6 separate regions of the Mus musculus genome follow, and regions 1, 3, 4, 5 and 6 are each linked to region 2. Evidence: chromatin contacts called from public ChIA-PET, HiChIP or PLAC-seq and promoter capture Hi-C data. All regions are on one chromosome and are shown on one strand. Each heading gives the region's core, a stretch centred on a gene start, on an enhancer-like site or on the middle of the called end of the contact. The rest is flanking DNA. Distances are from core to core; before and after follow the strand shown. Region 1 holds the start of Cd44 (CD44 antigen). Region 2 holds the start of Trim44 (tripartite motif-containing 44). Region 3 overlaps Ldlrad3 (low density lipoprotein receptor class A domain containing 3). Region 4 overlaps Ldlrad3 (low density lipoprotein receptor class A domain containing 3). Region 5 overlaps Ldlrad3 (low density lipoprotein receptor class A domain containing 3). Region 6 overlaps Ldlrad3 (low density lipoprotein receptor class A domain containing 3).

The links. Promoter capture Hi-C pulls out the DNA fragments that hold promoters and counts their contacts. ChIA-PET counts read pairs in DNA pulled down with a chosen protein or histone mark. HiChIP or PLAC-seq counts read pairs in DNA pulled down with a chosen protein or histone mark.
Region 1: a contact with region 2 is called in an RNA polymerase II ChIA-PET map of memory CD8 T cells, with 12 read pairs. The contact joins the promoter of Cd44 here to the promoter of Trim44 in region 2. A contact is called at or near these places in 2 of 115 datasets of contacts at active chromatin or transcription factors (memory CD8 T cells and pancreatic cancer cells).
Region 3: an HNF4G HiChIP or PLAC-seq map of pancreatic cancer cells shows a contact between it and region 2. The contact joins the enhancer-like site here to the promoter of Trim44 in region 2. A contact is called at or near these places in 10 of 39 promoter capture datasets (the 3T3-L1 cell line, 3T3-L1-derived adipocytes, the C10 cell line and 5 more), 3 of 484 Hi-C or Micro-C datasets (the C10 cell line, CD8 T cells and pre-B cells), 9 of 115 datasets of contacts at active chromatin or transcription factors (bone marrow-derived macrophages, double positive thymocytes, embryonic basal ganglia and 6 more) and 1 of 9 other capture datasets (embryonic stem cells).
Region 4: an H3K4me3 HiChIP or PLAC-seq map of embryonic midbrain shows a contact between it and region 2, with 4 times the contacts expected there. The contact joins the enhancer-like site here to the promoter of Trim44 in region 2. A contact is called at or near these places in 6 of 39 promoter capture datasets (3T3-L1-derived adipocytes, cranial neural crest, hippocampal neurons and 3 more), 1 of 484 Hi-C or Micro-C datasets (CD4 T cells), 7 of 115 datasets of contacts at active chromatin or transcription factors (astrocytes, bone marrow-derived macrophages, embryonic basal ganglia and 4 more) and 3 of 9 other capture datasets (adipose tissue, liver and pancreatic islet).
Region 5: a promoter capture Hi-C map of hippocampal neurons shows a contact between it and region 2, with 3 times the contacts expected there. The contact joins the enhancer-like site here to the promoter of Trim44 in region 2. A contact is called at or near these places in 7 of 39 promoter capture datasets (3T3-L1-derived adipocytes, the HPC-7 cell line, cranial neural crest and 4 more), 3 of 484 Hi-C or Micro-C datasets (CD4 T cells, CD8 T cells and cerebral cortex), 8 of 115 datasets of contacts at active chromatin or transcription factors (astrocytes, cardiomyocytes, embryonic basal ganglia and 5 more) and 2 of 9 other capture datasets (liver and pancreatic islet).
Region 6: a contact with region 2 is called in an HNF4G HiChIP or PLAC-seq map of pancreatic cancer cells. The contact joins the enhancer-like site here to the promoter of Trim44 in region 2. A contact is called at or near these places in 10 of 39 promoter capture datasets (the 3T3-L1 cell line, the C10 cell line, the HPC-7 cell line and 4 more), 1 of 15 datasets of contacts at CTCF or cohesin (pro-B cells), 10 of 484 Hi-C or Micro-C datasets (the C10 cell line, CD8 T cells, the G1E-ER4 cell line and 7 more) and 12 of 115 datasets of contacts at active chromatin or transcription factors (bone marrow-derived macrophages, double positive thymocytes, embryonic basal ganglia and 8 more).

Annotation. Positions count from the first base shown.
Region 1 is chr2:102,900,345-102,903,044 of GRCm38.p6, reverse strand. Cd44 (CD44 antigen) reads left to right here and starts at 1,380. Exons shown (of 9, transcript NM_001039151.1): 1 at 1,380-1,777. The coding sequence starts at 1,699.
Region 2 is chr2:102,399,485-102,402,184 of GRCm38.p6, reverse strand. It overlaps Trim44 (tripartite motif-containing 44), which reads left to right and starts at 1,285. Exons shown (of 5, transcript NM_020267.2): 1 at 1,285-2,172. The coding sequence starts at 1,501.
Region 3 is chr2:102,051,828-102,054,527 of GRCm38.p6, reverse strand. All of the region lies in intron 4 of Ldlrad3 (low density lipoprotein receptor class A domain containing 3), which reads left to right. Among named protein-coding and RNA genes, the nearest start is that of Gm39888, 61 kb to the right of the region's middle. Within about 2 kb of position 1,392, at least 94 of the 459 cell types and tissues checked have an H3K27ac peak or open chromatin away from gene starts, as enhancers often do. A contact at or near this core is called in bone marrow-derived macrophages, double positive thymocytes, forebrain and 2 more, where this site is marked.
Region 4 is chr2:102,002,052-102,004,751 of GRCm38.p6, reverse strand. All of the region lies in intron 4 of Ldlrad3 (low density lipoprotein receptor class A domain containing 3), which reads left to right. The region is part of intron 1 of Gm39888 (a long non-coding RNA gene); the gene reads right to left. Among named protein-coding and RNA genes, the nearest start is that of Gm39888, 11 kb to the right of the region's middle. Within about 2 kb of position 1,296, at least 77 of the 459 cell types and tissues checked have an H3K27ac peak or open chromatin away from gene starts, as enhancers often do. A contact at or near this core is called in astrocytes, embryonic basal ganglia and forebrain, where this site is marked.
Region 5 is chr2:101,982,294-101,984,993 of GRCm38.p6, reverse strand. All of the region lies in intron 4 of Ldlrad3 (low density lipoprotein receptor class A domain containing 3), which reads left to right. Among named protein-coding and RNA genes, the nearest start is that of Gm39888, 8.3 kb to the left of the region's middle. Within about 2 kb of position 1,278, at least 105 of the 459 cell types and tissues checked have an H3K27ac peak or open chromatin away from gene starts, as enhancers often do. A contact at or near this core is called in 3T3-L1-derived adipocytes, astrocytes, cerebral cortex and 3 more, where this site is marked.
Region 6 is chr2:102,033,022-102,035,721 of GRCm38.p6, reverse strand. All of the region lies in intron 4 of Ldlrad3 (low density lipoprotein receptor class A domain containing 3), which reads left to right. Among named protein-coding and RNA genes, the nearest start is that of Gm39888, 42 kb to the right of the region's middle. Within about 2 kb of position 1,346, at least 72 of the 459 cell types and tissues checked have an H3K27ac peak or open chromatin away from gene starts, as enhancers often do. A contact at or near this core is called in CD8 T cells, the G1E-ER4 cell line, the HPC-7 cell line and 6 more, where this site is marked.

The DNA of each region.
Region 1 (2,700 bases), core at 131-2,630, 500 kb before region 2:
AGAGGACAACTTGCCTAAGGCACCATGTGGGTTCCAAGGATCTAACTTGTCCCATGCTTGGCAGCAAGCACTTTATCACTGTGCCATCTTCCCAGTCCTAGCTGTAGTTTGCAGTATATTTTATACTGCAGCAGCCACTGGCTTGTGTGGGAGCTAGTGCCTAGACCAAACCAGGATTGCTTCTCTTGAAACCCTCTGGCACTCATTACGTGCTTGATGAATAAATGGATGGACAGGTGGCTGTGTACATTTCTCTCACTTTCTCAGTTTCTTTCAGTAAATCCCAAAATATCATTTTCCTTCAGAAATTCTGGCATGATTCATTCCGGGTCCTGCCCTGGCCATGCCTTCTGTGTTTCTCATTCAGCAAGAAGTCCACTCAGATTTAGTTCACATTAAAAATAAACAGAGCTTTTGATATCCAAATTGCAACTTGCAGGGTATTAGAGAAGATAGGGAATTGCAATTTTACATACGATTTTCCCCGATTTTCAGCCTTGAGATTTCTCCCTTGAAGACTATGGCAAATGTGCATCCCTCTTTGAAATGTATCAAGATGTAAAGGGGAATTTGAATGTATTAAAGTTTGCAGCAAAGAGAATATAAAATGTAAACAAGAAAGAACAGTTAAATGTGTGAGTGGATATGGGGATGGGTAGAATGAGAGACGGGAACCATGTATGTGCGTCGGGATGGATAGGAAATATGATGAACAGATATGAGCTGAGGAGGGGTGTGAAAAGGATTGAAAAGTTGTGCAGGTGGGCGAATACAAGAATTGGTGGGCAGGTGTAGTATGGCTAGATTAGTGCATTTGCAGAAGGAAGATGGGTGGACAGAGGAATGGATGGGTGGATTGTGAGTCCGAGAAGGATTTAAGAAATTGGTAGATATTTTGAGAGCATGAATGAAATGTGTTGAGCACCCTTGGGTTTTCCCCGGATCAAAGATCAGATGAGCGGTTTGGACTTCTCTCAGAGGGAAAGAGGAAAGAACACTCCCACAAGTTCCCCACTTTTCAGTCCCCACCCTGGCCAGGAAAGCACTCTCCACTAGGATGGATCTCTCCCTCTCCCTCTCTCTCTCTCTCTCTCTCTCTCTCTCTCTCTCTCCCTTCAGCCTCTTTCTTTCTTCAGTTCCTCCCTAAGATAAGTCCAGCTTCCTCAGCTTCCTGGGAAAACCAGTCTTTCCCTAGCCAGGTTCCCAAGTTTAGTGGCAAAGGAGAAACTGGAAGATTTAACTGAGAGGGGCGAGGTCTTAGAACTCAGTCATTCTCCTTGTCCCAGGCAGCGCTTCTCATAGGCTGGTAGGCTGGGCCAGGGTAGGAAGCCTGTGGAGTGGCCCTGGAGAACGTGGGCGCACGGGGGCTGGGGGGGGGAGGGGGGCGGCCATTCTCTTCTGTCCAAGAGAGCAGGGCAGGAGTGCAGGGGCAGTAGCGAAAGCAGGCTGGTGTGTCTTTAAACTTCCGTTGGCTGCTTAGTCACAGCCCCCTCGCTTTGGGTGTGTCCTTCGCGCGCTCCCTCCCTCTTAGGTCACTCACTCTTTCAAAGCCTGGAATAAAAACCACAGCCAACTTCCGAAGCGGTCTCATTGCCCAGCAGCCCCCAGCCAGTGACAGGTTCCATTCACCCTCGTTGCCCTTCTCCCCACGACCCTTTTCCAGAGGCGACTAGATCCCTCCGTTTCATCCAGCACGCCATGGACAAGTTTTGGTGGCACACAGCTTGGGGACTTTGCCTCTTGCAGTTGAGCCTGGCACATCCACATCAGCAGATCGGTGAGTGGCCCGCCACCGCGCCTGAGGACTCCAGCTGGATGCCTCTGGGTTGAATCGCCCTGGGGAGGGACTGTAGTGAATTGGGCTAGCAAAGCAAAGCTGGGATTTGGGGCTATGCTATTGGAAAGAGTTTACGCCTGGGAAGTGCTGCTTTGGTGAAAGGAAAAGAGAAAGGGAGAAGAAAGTTTGCTGGGCAAGTTGCCCGCAGATTTTGGGCGAGGTCCCCATGCTTGCTGGAGCACATGGCTCAAAAGTAACTGTACTCTTGGATGCCCGCAGCCTCTGTCCCGACTAACAGGCTCTGGTGCTCAAGGGCTCCCCAAGCCTGGCTAACTGTGGCTAGGCAGGTAGAGGCAGACACTGGAACAGACCTGTAGAGCACTCCCCAAGGTGTGCACATAGCTACAGGCCAGAGATTGGGCAATGAGCTTTTCAGAAAGGAGCCTTGAAAAGCTGAAGACAGTGGGTCCCAGCTTTGACTAGTTTTCGGGGCTCTTAAAGTCAGCTTTGGTCACCAACGGCTTTATTTTAGCTTGTGGGAGTTTGAACTGGTTTGTGTGAGGCTCTGAGTGGCCTAAAGGTTCCAACATGGACCAAGGAGGACACATAACCGGAGCAATAATTCGACCAGCCGCGCAGTGCTTGCAGTCTAGGCAAAGTCAAACAGCAACAGGGTTCATATTTGCTGCCTGGCAGCCTCAGAGCAGGAGGGGACCTGTATCAGGGTAACCTGTGAACTTTAGCGCAGTCCCTAATATCCCATCTAAATGTGGTTGGTGACTTTGGTGGCTGTGGAGAGGAGGAGCTTGGGCCAAATATCCAGTATGGCTCATTTTCAAGCGTCCCCCCTCCTTTATCTATATATGAACAGATAATTCCACGAAGGCTTTGGTTATCATCAGCATAGTTAAATTTTCTTTGAA
Region 2 (2,700 bases), core at 36-2,535:
AGCTATTTTCCATTCTGTAATCCACTTTCCTCTGCCCCACTAGAGCAAAATGTCCTCCTTTCTCTCTCAAATACATTTTTTTTTCTGTTACTGGAGAGACAACCATAGATGGTAGAGAAGGGGATGGCTACATTACCAGCAGCCCACCAAAAATGTCTTATGTTTAAGGTATGAAATGACCTTTGAAGTGTCATTGTCAGCATTATAAATTATGCTAAAATTAATAAAGCTTACTGATCACTTCTGTACAGACTCCTTTACATTTAATCCACAAATCCCCACGAAGGAGATATTGCTATTATTTCTATTTTACAGAGTTTGGTGTTTTTTGTTTGTTTGTTGTTGTTGTCTTTGGGGGGGGGTGGTTTTTAAAACAGAAAGATGAAGTAATTTGTCCATGATTACCAAACCTAAGTGGTGGCCTTAGGATTTGGGGACTCTAGTGGATAAAGTTCTAAAATCAGGCTTTGAAAACACCACAAGAAGATCTAGCACGGTCTGGGGCACTTTAACATTGTTTAATGTGTATCAACCGCTTTCCTTTCTCTTGGTGTCGGCTTGGAATCTAGAGTGACCAGTTAGTGACTGGGAGTTGGCATCTCACTTCAAAACTATGATCCCCCTCACCTCCCTTCACCTGACACAGCTATTACTCAGAGATTCTGAACCCCTAGGAGGCCGGGATGCAAATAGACTTTGCAAACACACAAGGCACAGTATTGCTTTGGATCAAAAATGTTGCGTGTTTGCTCAGTCAGACTGAGACCTCAGTAGCCTAGAAGAACACACACAGCCCTTTTGGGGGCTTTATGGAAATCCCAGGCGGGCAGGTTCGGTGTGATAAAGAGCCTTGGGGCCTTGGCCCCTTGAAAATCCGGGGGCTGTGATGGGGCGGGGACAGTGTCTCCAGAGTGACATAAGTCCGCAGGGACCGCAGGCTAGTGGTTTTCGGTCAGGTTGACACCTCCAGGGAGGGCGTGGGAGAGGCGGGGCCCGTCGCCCTGCTCTGCGAGGAGAGATTGCGCTCGAGCTTCTCCTTCCGGGGGGGATGCTCAGCCCCGCGGGAAAACGCAGAAAAGGGTCCTTGCCGCTTTAAGTGACTCAGGAAGTGAAAGGAGGCCGCTGACGGCGTGGGTAAAGTGGAACCGGGGCGGCGTGGGCCCGCGGCGGCCGCGATCTTGCCGGGCAACGGAGGCCGGGTTGCGCGGCGCAGGGGCCGACGGGGCGCAGGCTGCCGCGCCGGAAGTGGCGCGCGAGGGACGGGGCGCGGGCGCGGCGCGCGGCGAAGAGACCGAGCGGGCGCCAGGCCCAGCGCTGACGGCTGGCCGGGCCCTCAGGCCTCAGCAGCTGCAGACGCGGCGCGGCGCAGCGCAGCGGCGCGGCCCAGGCGGGGCGGCCGGCCAGACCCCGGGGGTAAGCGGGCCTGCGTGAGGAAGGCGCTCCGCGCTGAAGGCGGAGAGCACGCCAGCCGCTAGGCCTCGGCCTCGTCCCTGCAGCCACATGGCCTCCGGAGTGGGCGCGGCCTGCGAGGAGCTGCCTCCCGACGGCACGTGTGACGAGTGCGAACCCGACGAGGCGCCCGGGGCGGAGGAGGTGTGCCGCGACTGCGGCTTCTGCTACTGCCGCCGCCACGCCGACGCGCATCGCCAGAAGTTCCTCAGCCACCGCCTGGCTGCCTACGTCCATGGCGCCCAGGCCTGGACTCCGCCGGCCAGCGGGGGAGACGACGCGCTCCCCGAAGACGGCGAGGCCAAAGGGGAGGCCGAGGGGGAGGTAGAGAGCGAGGTCGGGGAAGAAGAGAGCGAGACGGAGGTAGACAGTGAGTCGGAAGAAGAGAGCGAGACCGAGGAAGACAGTGAGGATGAGAGTGACGAGGAGAGTGAAGAAGACAGCGAGGAAGAGATGGAGGATGAGCAGGAGAGCGAGGCGGAGGAAGACAACCAAGAAGGGGAATCAGAGGCAGAAGGAGAAACTGAGGCAGAAAGCGAATTTGACCCCGAAATAGAGATGGAAGCGGAGAGAGTGGCCAAGAGGAAGTGTCCAGACCATGGGCTGGATTTGAGCACCTATTGTCAGGAAGATAGGCAGCTCATCTGTGTCCTGTGTCCAGTCATTGGGGCTCACCGGGGCCACCAGCTGTCCACGCTGGACGAAGCCTTCGAAGAACTGAGAGTGAGTATCGGGCATTCAGACATGTCTAAGGGGAACAGGATCCCCGATTTCAGATAGCCTAGCTGTGACCACATTCATTTTCATGTATCAACAAGACGAGTCGCCATGTTGGAAGCCGTGCCTAGTCTACCATTTTGGTTGAAATTGTCAAGTTGTCAGTTCTCATCTGTGAACATACAAGAACACAGAAAATCTTGAGTATAGTTTCTGACAGTTTGCAAATTACTTCTCCCTGGAATTCAGATAGGCCATTCCTTGAGAACTGTGACGCCATTTAGGCCCATTTCTATACATGATCACCGTTGTTAGGATAAGTGTTTTGACTTAGGGCTCTTGCTATGGTAACTCAGCCCACTTGGAAAACATGAGAAAGAAACGGTGATTTTGACAAAACCAAGGAGCTGGTTCCTCTAGTAGAAGACTCGGAAAGTGGCGGTACAGGTGTTGTGGTGTGTGTCTTGAGTTGTCTTAGGTTCCTTGTTGTTTGAGACTTGGTAGGAAACAAGTATAGCTGGTAGGCTACATTGG
Region 3 (2,700 bases), core at 143-2,642, 350 kb after region 2:
GCAGCTGCTATGCAGATGATGGGCGTGAACATCATTCAGGTGACCTTGAAAATTCTACCTGAATGTGGCTTTGGTGTCTAGTGATGACACCTTCTGACACTTGTGCCTGTGTGTAATCCCACCTCTTTGTCTGTGATCTGGATGGTTTGACTAGTCCCTCCCTCCCTCCTGTCTAGAAAAATGCATAAAATTGACTATCTTAACTTTTGAAAGTACTTTTTAAAGTTCAGTGGCAGAAATTACTCTTTCCATTATGCAGCCAATTGCTAGAACTTTCACATCTTGAAATTCTGAATGCACTTAAGAAACAAAGAAAAAAAGTGTTCCCTCTCTGCTCCACCCCATAACCCTGGTAACTGCTTTTCCACTTTCTATCTTGGTTGCTTTGGAGGTTTTGGGGACTTGTAGAGGAGAATCAAATATCGTGACTTTATTGTAAGATGCTTAGTTCAACTTAGCATGTCATCAAGTTCATCTATTTTATAACATGTAGGCAATTTCCTTCCTGTGAAAGACTGAATAATATTCCATTTTATTGTTGATATATCACGTTTGATTTCTCTGTCAGCAAACACGTTTGGCCCCTCCCCCCTTTGACTATTGTGAATACTGCTGTGTGAGAACATATGTACAAATTATGACCTGGTTTTAAGCAAAAGAAATTCAGCAAACAGGTTGGGTGTCATTTCTAGGAACAGGCCATGAATAGATAGCCCTTCCCTCTCACTCTGTGTTGCTTGCTCTGACAAAAGCCACTTTCCATGTTGTGAGTTGCAGTGTTGCAGAGACTGCTGGGACAGGGAGCCGAGGAAGGACTCTGACGTAAAGCCAGGAAGGAATTGAGGCCCACCAGCGGCCTCAGGTGAGGCTGGAGGGAGAGCCTCCTCTCAAGGAGGCTCCAGTGGTTTCGTATTCTAGTCCCAGGTCATGGTGACCAGTCAGGGCTTTGGGAGGGACCATAAGGACTTTATAGGGAGAGAACATTCTGGGGTTCAAGCTTGGTGTCAGGGACCTTTGTCCCATTCACGTGGTTCTGCTCTGTTCTAACCCCTCCCCCTTCACCCCAGGACCTTGTGCTCTTCTGGCCCACTTTCTCGATGAAGAACTAAAGACTACTTAGACCAAGTGCATACTGCAAGTGAGTAGGGAGCTAAGGTGTGAACTTGAGTTGAGGCAGTGCTCCTTCTCCTGACCCTGCCCACACCACCCTGTCCGCCTCTGCCCTCTGGTACTCTGGAACTCCAGGAAGCAGTCTAGCCCGAGCTGCAGAGAGCTAAATGGAAGGGGGAACTGTGATCCAGGGGAAGGGCACGGTCCTCCTCTTGGCTCTCACATGTATGCTTCCTCAAGGATAGTACCACACTGATGAGCTGGCTCTCCACCCCTCGAGCATTTTCGAAGTGTGTTCTGCCAGTGAGTCACCCTAGCAGGGAGTTGGTTGGCAGTGTTGCGCCTGCCAGAGCAGCTTCCTTTCCTTGCTGTGCTCTGGCGATAAGACTTCAGGAGAATGGCAGGCTGTGAGAGCTTTGGCACCTTACCAGAGCCAGAAATGATGCTTTGTGCTGTTTCTTTTGCAGGTCTGTGTGTGTGTGTGTGTGTGTGTGTGTGTGTGTGTGTGTGTGTGTGTGTGTGCGCGCGCGCGCGCGCGCACGAGCCTGTGTGCGTGTCAGGGAGGGACAGAGAGAGTTGGAACTTAGAAATTACATACTAGGATCTTGCTCTCTTTTTGAGTTACATTTTTTTCTCCTCAAAATTCATTTCTCACAATCTGGACCCTGCCTCCAGGTCCACAGAACATGTCCATATTTAAGAGCAGGGTCCTTGACGATATAATTAGTAGGAAGAGGTCCCATTAGGATAGGGTGGGCCGCTGATGTGACCGTGTCTTTATTGTAGTGGGATTTGGGGTCTCAGAAACACACACTCAGGGAGAACATTGTATGACATAAAAACAGAAGAGGAGGATGCCTGCAGCACAGATGGCCAAGAAACCACAGATGGCCAGGGAGGGATGTGGAACCGACTGTCCTCACAGCCCTCAGAGGAAAGCCCTCGGCCAGCACCTTAATCTTGGACTTATGGTCTCCCACATTGTGAGACAATAGATTTTTACTGATGAACACCCCACCCCACAAGTCGGCCTTACCATAACAAACTGATATACCATTACCATAAGTCCTACCCAACCAACTTCTTCAGCCCCCAAGAAATGACCCCTAATTAAAGCATAGCCACACCTTCTGTGGGACACCAGATGTGGTGACAGAAATGTGAAGGTCTGGAGAGTCATCAGACAGGCCAAGTGACATGACCCTGAGGAGACGGGAGGTCCTGGGGCTGCTGAGAAAAGCTCTCTGGGGAGAGCACTGGTCTTGCCTCTGTGTGGGGGTGGTAGACTATGCTGAGCTTGAGGGACGCCTCTCATCTTGTATTTCAAGGGTCTCGTTTTCTATATCCGTGCTCCCCTTAGCTCCAGGCTTCTTAGCTCAGTCCCAAGTGGCTCTGTATAAAGTCACCCACCCCCTTTCAGACCCCTGGGACCTTGCACTTGTTTCTTAGCCCTCTCTAGGCCTCCTCTAGTTCTCTTCTGCTCCTGTGATAAGCACAACGCAAAGGAAGAAAGGGTTTATTTCATCTTACATCTGCAGGTCCATCTTTGAGGGAAGTCAGGGCAGGATCCTGAAGTAGAAACCATTGGCT
Region 4 (2,700 bases), core at 47-2,546, 400 kb after region 2:
TGGATGGCAGATGATGGATTTATGGATGGATAGATGACAGATGATGGATGGATGAATAGATGGATGACAAATGATGATACATAAATATATTAGTGGGTGGATAGATGGATGGATGGATGGATGGATGGACGGATGGATGCAGTTTGACAGTTCCAAGGAACAACTCCATTTTCATGCCAGGACTTAACCAGCTCCTCTAGTTGAAGAGGTAAGGTGGATACCATAGAAGATGTGTCCATCCAGGGCTTCACACCGGGGAAATTTTGTTTTGCCAGTAAGTATAGTCACTGTGGCAATGCAGCCCCTAAGTAGAGTAACAGGGGCAAGTGTAGGTTATCCGAGGACACAAGCCTATACTCCAACCAGCTTTGTATAACCCACTATATGTAATGCATCATAGGTGCTCATTAAATGTTTAAATGAATGAAACGTGTCAGTTAACATAGGCTCTCTGGAAATACATTAACATCTATCAAGAGTTCGGCAGTCTACAGATTTTGAAATATCCAAAAATAATCACCCCTGGAGAGATCTCCGTAAATCAGCAATGAAAGAGCTAAGAGAAAACTATAAATCATTCCATTACTGTTTCATACGTTTCCAAGTAAGTGATTTTGGAAGCATGAGTGGTGCATAAGCTGTATTTAGCCTTGGTGTGCTAAGCAAATTTGAACCAAATATAAATCCTGGCATGATATTTTTAATCCCCATGGGGAGGGACAGGACGCTGGAGGAGAGTTGAGAGAGCATCCAAGCTATTTGGGAAAGTTTAATCTACATTTTTAGAAAGATGCAGTTTGAAGAATTAGAATATCAATCACCCCCACTGGTGGGATTCTTCATCTAAGGAGAAGTGACAGCAGCCCCAGCGTTCCTCGAGTCTCTTCAGATCACATTATTAATATGGGTTTTGTCGCCCTGTGAGCCATGTGTGAGCTTTCTTGGCATATGTCCCTGTCCTTCGTCTCCTTATTTACAGCTTGCAGTAGACTTGTTGAGTGTGAAGCAAGAACCCAGACAGAATGTTAATGCAGACAAATGACATGTGAGCCGGTGACATCTTGGGGCTTGGGTGCACATCACTGAGAGAGGCCCAGTCAGCTGTGGCCATGCTCTGGCATTAGCTTTGATTTGCTCCGCATTGCATGAAGAATGAAGTCTCAGCTGTGAGCATCTCAGACAGGAGCTGATGATGGCCCTTAAATCTATCCTTCCCCACCGGAGACTGACTTAATTAGCCAGGGCGCTGAGCTTAACTAATGGTGGGGCCCGGTGAATGCTTGATTTGCAATGGAAATTCAGGTTGGCATGGAGTCTCGGTGTTAAGAATGCATTGGTGAGTTTTGCAGCAGTTCCCCAGCCCCTTCTCACAAGTCTTCCTTCCTGGAATATTTCAAATTCTGAGACAGCCTTGTCCTTAGAACTGGATCCTATCCACCAGCCTCAGCGGTTGTGATATTTAGCAGGACAGATATAGACAGACTTGAGAGGCCAAACAGCTTCTTCCTCCTCAGACAGATGAAACAAAGACCAGCTCACTGCCTGGCTTTGTGTGTCTGTCTGCAAGGGTGTTTGGTATCAGGGGAAAATTCCAGGAGCTAAATCCAGGGGCAGAAAAAGCAGTGCAGCTGCATTAGGCAGGAAGCCAGTGATCTGGGATCAGGAAAGGGGTCTGGGATGATGGAAGCCTCAAGATAAGCAGTTTTGGTTGGATGCCAGCACGGGCAGTTGCCTGCTTTAATGTCTGGATAAGAACTTGCTTGTAATTGGTAGATGGATTGCGTGGATGGAGATGGAGCATGAAAATAATCTATTCCCTTCCCTCAATTAAACATCCCCCCCTTCTTTGTCATTCCGACTGCTCAGCTGACCCAGCCTCCTGATCGCCAGCACAAGAGCAGCTCATATCCCTGCGGGGTGGGGATTCGTTTCTGGGATCCATATCAAAGTGCTTGCCCTGACTTCCCTACCTATGATGTGTGGCAGGGTAAGTAACATACACAGTGTGGATAAGTGGGTTTGGGGAGATGCGGATCCGAGATACCAAGTTGTAGGTGGGCACCTTTTAAGTCTCATTTCCGTCCAGTTTCTTCCTTTCCTATCCATGTACTGACGTGCCCACTTGACCACTTCCTCATGCACTGATGGTGGCTTCCTAAAGAGTGGTGTGTGTACAGCGATGGGGATTGGGCTTCAAGTAGGGTTTTTTTTTTCCTTTAGAAAAGAAAATGAAAGATAGATAAGAGGAGCTAGTTCAGCAAGCAAAAGCGCTTGCTCTGCAGCCTGCCAACTTCAGCTCAATCCCCAGGATCCGAATAAGGGAGAAGGAGAGAACTGAATCCACAGCATTTGTTCAGAAATGCTTGATACTTGGTGGCTGGGTTGGCAAGGGATGGTGTTTGCAGTATAAGTGCAGTATATTAAGATGACCGACAGCTAAGAGGGGAAGGCTTGGAGTACTGGACAAGACATGTGGACTCCACACCACAGAAATTTCTGTTTGTTGGGTCAGCAGTGGCTGCTCACCTCCGTGCCCTTGCCCTGGTCTTGCTTCACTGGCTTACAGAAATAGACACCAAGAGCTTCTGGGAGAAGAGAGACATCAGTGATAGGACTGGGTAAAGACATTGCTTCTGCCACTTCCCCTAGTGAGACTTTGGGTTACTTAAGAACTGACAGTGTGACTGAGTCTATGAATAT
Region 5 (2,700 bases), core at 29-2,528, 420 kb after region 2:
TTTGGCAGTAATCGTAACTCAGAACAACTTTTTTACACATTTAGGTATTTTACATGTGTGCGTGCACATGGTACCTCTGAAGGCTAGAAGAGGGCATCAGATCTTTAGAGTCATGGAATTCCTGAGCCACCATGTGGGTGCTGGGAGTTGAGCCATAGTCCTCTAGAACAGTGCTTCCTAATCTTTCTAAACGCTGTGACCCTTTAATAGGGTTCCTTATGCTGTGATGACCCACAACCATAAAATTATGTTGTTGCTAATTTATTAGTGTAATTTTGCTACTATTATGGAACATAAATGTAATTATCTGTGTTTTCCCTTGGTCTTAGGCTACCTCTTCATAAGGGTCCTTCTACTACTCCAGAGGGGTCACGACCCACACAGGTTAAAAGCCACTGCTCTAGACTAGCTGCCAGTGCATTTCCCACTGAGTAGTCTCTCCAGCTCTCTGGATATCCTTTAAATACACCGGTGGACCATCAAGGAGGCAGTTAGACAGCAAGCCGGGCTAATCGCAATTTAGCTTTGGGCTTTTGGAAGACTGGGGTCTGTTCATAAATTCCAAATGGATTTATGCAATAGTCACAAGGATCTTAGTCACACACAGAGGTAGGCAATACATGGCTCTCTAGGTGAGCTAAACATACCCAGTATACTTTGACTTTGTGCCTAGAACATTCCAAATCTCCATGATCATTGAAATTGTAAACAGTCAGTCCTGCGGTGTCTAATGTAGGTACAACTTTTCCTGGGAATTTCACTTGATTGACACGTAACGGCTTAAAGTACACAGCAGAGGAGGCTGACAAAGCTGGAGGCGAGGTTGCCTCTGGATTCATGAGAGATACATAGGATACTAAAAAAAAATGTTCTCCCAGAAGTAAAGTCTTGAAGCTATACTACTAGACTATGAGTCACTCATAATGCCTCCTTGCCAGAGATAACAAAAGCAATGGGTATCAAGAGTATATGTAACCAGGAACTTAAGGAGCATGCGCATGCCGAGGGCAGGGATGGTGATGAGTGTCAGCTAAATCCTCATCTTCCACAGTGGGGAGACAGTGGGTAATTCCTAACAAGGGTGAATCAAAGAGAAGCAATATAAGCTAAGTACTTAGAGACAGCCTAAGATCCATCTCACTAAAATTGGGGGAAATGTTTGCTTCTAGAGAGAGTCAGAGAATGTTGTTAACTTTCATCAAGCTCCACACAGCTCTTAGTCTCTTTAAATTGTGCACACATGTGACTTGTTTAAAAAAAAAAAAAAAAAGAATCCCAAAAATGCGCTGGTGAGAGCCAGGGCCACAGGCTGAGGCCACGCGCACACTGAGCTGTGCGAGAAACGGCTCTTTCAAGTATTCTCAGCCATGCAACAGATGGTCTGGGCGCGCCGAACCTCTCTGCACCCAGCTCTCGGCTTTGGAGCCTCTGCAGCAGTGGAAGGACAGATGCAGGGGTGACATTTCAGAAGCCTGTGACCTGACTTTTTTTTTCTCTGCAGAGTAACTGCAGAATGAGCCATTTATTGAAAAATCTTATTCTGAACATTTTGGTCAACCACAAAGCTGAGGAGGCGGCAGAGGTGCCATCCCAATGGGTCCGGGTCACATGCAGGCATCACAAGGGCCCTTTGTGGGCTAAGCTATAATGTAACCCAGGTCTTCAAAGCAAAGCCACATGGTGCCTATCTGAGGAGCCAGATAGGATCGATTCTCTTTTCTCCTGCTCTCTCAGACGGCTGGGATTCAATCCAGGGGTGTGGGTGGCAACACAGTCCTCTCCAAGCTGCAAATGCAGACTGTGTTTCCTAAACCAGCTGCCTGGCACCCTGTGGTGGATTAGCAGCGCCCCCTTTCCTAGATGAGGTCTCAGGCTTGTGGCCAGCTACCAAGACTGCAGAGCTCCCACTACGATCTCTGTCTGGTGCCTCTGAGCATTGACTGTGCAACCAGACCAAACTGCATTCATAGGCCCAACTTGATACTTAGCAAGCCTCTGTTCTTTCTTCTTTAAAATGGGGTGAGGCTGCATCCCTGGGGTTGTGGTGAACATCCTGTGAGCTGATGTGCATGTGTTTCTGATCCCAGCATCTGCGCCCAGTGGCAACTGGGTTGGGCAGAAAATTGTTACTTCCTTGCTTTAAAACCTCCATACCCTGTGTCTCCTTTGGGGTCCACTTCCTTCTTGCCTGGCCACTCTCTTTCTGCTAGAACTCATGTCACATTCAGCCATCAGAGAGTTTTACTCCCAAATATTGCTTTTATCCCTGCCCATCCCTGCTGGGGAACGCTCTGGGGTTATAAGACTAAATTCTACAGCCTGTTATTTAAGACCCGGTACCACTACCTCTTGCCTTTTCTCTATCTACTGTGTCCAAGCAGGAACCTTCTTTTCTCTTCCACGTAAGTCGCTGCTGCCTCTGCCTGCTGCTTACTGTCATAGTCCCCTCCCCCAAAGTCCTCTTTAAAGTATCACTTAAGAACTGGCGTGGAATAAGACCCACTTTCTTCAAAAGCTTCCATGACACTTCCACCTTATTCAGGCCTTTCTACCTCCATGGCTTTTCTCGCTAAAGTCAGCTCAGGCCTCTTGCAGTTTCCCTGGCCAGCAAAGCCCCTGTGCGCTGTGGCAAAGGTCTTCAGGATCTGCAACACTGGTGGACTTGGATTCAAGCCCGACCTCTGCAACTTCCCATACTGA
Region 6 (2,700 bases), core at 97-2,596, 370 kb after region 2:
ATTTGCATTTAAAAATAAAGGCCAGGGCCTGGACACGTAGCTCAGTTGATAGACTGACTGCTTGCATAGCTTATGGCCCTGAGTTTGTTCAGCAGCTGCCATAAACCAGGCCCACGTCTGTGAAGCCAGCACCCAGGAGATGGAGGCAAGAGCGTCAGAAGTTCAAGGTCTTTCTTGGCCACATAGGGAGTTCAAGGTTGGCATGGTTACATGATACCCTATCTCAGAAAAACCCAAAAATGAGTAAAGGCTAGATTCCTGAATGTTTCTCATCCTGATCTGAACAAAGAAGACACAAACAGCCATTAGGAGCTAAATATATAGGTCTTAAGGAATATCTTTATTTTATGATTTATTTGTATTCATTAAACATTAACAAGACTGCAAGCTTGCCTATGGATCTGGGATGGCTGAGCGGAGGTTTGAAAGACGGTCAGCTGTGAATAATTTATTCTGAAAATCACAGAAAATAAAGTAGCACTTGGGAGGAGGAGATTTTGCACTGATATGTTTGGATTTATACAGTACATGCTGTCTAATCCTGGGAGAGTTCCTTTCATATCTCTCTCTGTGCCTTCGTTTCCCCATATGTAAGAGAAAAGTGAACTAGCCTCAGTTATTATGAGAATAAAAAGCTTAACAACAATCTTGAATTCAAGAATAAGGCCAGGGCCAGGCGGTGGTGGCTCGTGCCTTTAATCCCAGCACTTGGGAGGCAGAGACAGGCCGATTTCTGAGTTCAAGACCAGCTTGGTCTACAAAGTGAGTTTCAGGACAGCCAGCCAGGGCTATACAGAGAAACCCTGTTTCAAAAAACCAAAAAAAAAAAAAAAAAAAAAAAGAAAGAAAAGAAAAAGCATAAGGCCAGATGCCTTAGATGCCTTATTATGCCATAAACTCAGGCCACGTCCCCGTTTGCCTGGAGATGCTTAGGCTTCGGACGTGCTCTATGGCCTCACATCAGAAGTAGCAGTAGCAACAGCAGCATTGAGATAATAAATTGGTGACGGTGCCTCGACTTCTAACCACATCTGAGTCACCACGCTGGCTTCTTAATTAGGTCGCCCACTTGCGCCTTGTCTGACTCATAGCCGTCCATATAACTTGCCTTCTCTTTACACATTGGGGTGCTTAGGTTCAGAAGGGTCACACCCTGCCCAAGATCACACAGCTTGTCACACATTCACGCTCATTCCAAAGCCCATGCTTGGACGCACTTGCCTGTCACGCTTACATTTTACATCTGCCTGCAGGTGTCTAAAGCACACACTTGCCTTGCTTTTGCTACCTCGAAGGTCTGGGTGGGGTGTTTTAGTGCCCTTCAAAAATATATCAGAATGTGTCCAGCTGTTTCCCCATGTGTTGGAGGAAGGAGAAGTATCCGAGGTAGCAGAGAGCTGGAGTTCCTTGCTGTTACATATTGATAGCAGAAGGCTTTTTATTTAAAGGAAATTGAGACCAATTATATGGCTTGCAATTAAACTCAGAAAGGGAATTGAAAGATGGAGAATTAATTTCCTGTTTGTTTGTGATACAGTATCTAGGCAAACAGTTAATCAGCACTTGTATCAACACCCACCCCATAGGGCTCAGCCCTGTAAGTGCAGCCTCCTCTGCCTCCCCCGAGAACACTGGTCCATCTTACACAGTTAGCACTGCCTTGCTCGGCCTTGCTCTGTGCCAGGTGCTTGACAAATGCAGATTCCTAAGTCACCGTGCACAGATGCTCGGCTAGGGCCTGGGGGGTTGTGATGTCACAGAAATCATTACATCCTAAGAGCAGCAGCAGCAACACATAGCAGACACGTGTGGTCAGACTTACACAAAGAGCAGCTTCAGGTGTGATGGGCAGTAGTAGGCAGAGGCCAAGGTTGGCCCTGAGAGACCATGCTGGGCCTCCACTTTTATAACCAAATGAAGGACACGGAGGGCAAATGCCAAGTCCTGTGGAGCAAAACAGGCAGATTTGAGATTTCGCACAGGAGAGGTGATAAGACCTAGCAGTCTGCTTTGGAGGGAGAGAGAGGGAAGGATGGGGGAGGGAGCCCTGTCTTCAGATGCCCTGGTCACCATGGGGGAGAGGTTAAGTTCAAAGGTGCACTGTACAATTCTGGAGGCCTTCTATTCGCCTGTCCCTCTTGACTATGTCAAAGCCAGGGAGTCTGACTTGCAGGGGTGGTGGCTAAGGCTACTATGAACAGGAGCTGGTGTCTCGCTGCTTCTAAGAAGGCCAGAGGTATGAGGTCTGGAATTTCCTGTCAATACAGCCTTCATCTTCACATCCAGCATCCTGTGTCTCAGGCCAGAATGAAAATAACAAGGAGCCAGGAAGGGTCCCCAACCGTGCTGCAGACATGAGCCAACCCAGCCAGGAAGGGTCTCCAGCCATCCTGCGGACATGAGCCTACATCCAGCCAGGCTTGCCACAGGTCCACGGGGCTTTCTGGGCTTAGAGCCTGTAGATAATTCCCTTTTCTCAGTTCCCATCCCAAGTTCTATAAGCTCTGCCACCCCCTGCAGGTGGGTGTAAGCTGAGGTTGGGCACTTTGCCAGGACAGCAGCTGAGGCACAGAGTTCTGCCATATTTCCGTCACAGTGAGGCAGTTGGAGGCTGTGAAAGGAGGTACTTTGTGGTGGCAGGGACTTTTGTACCACCCTTGCCCCACCCCACAGTCTTCTCGCCTCCTTTGGGTCTTTGCT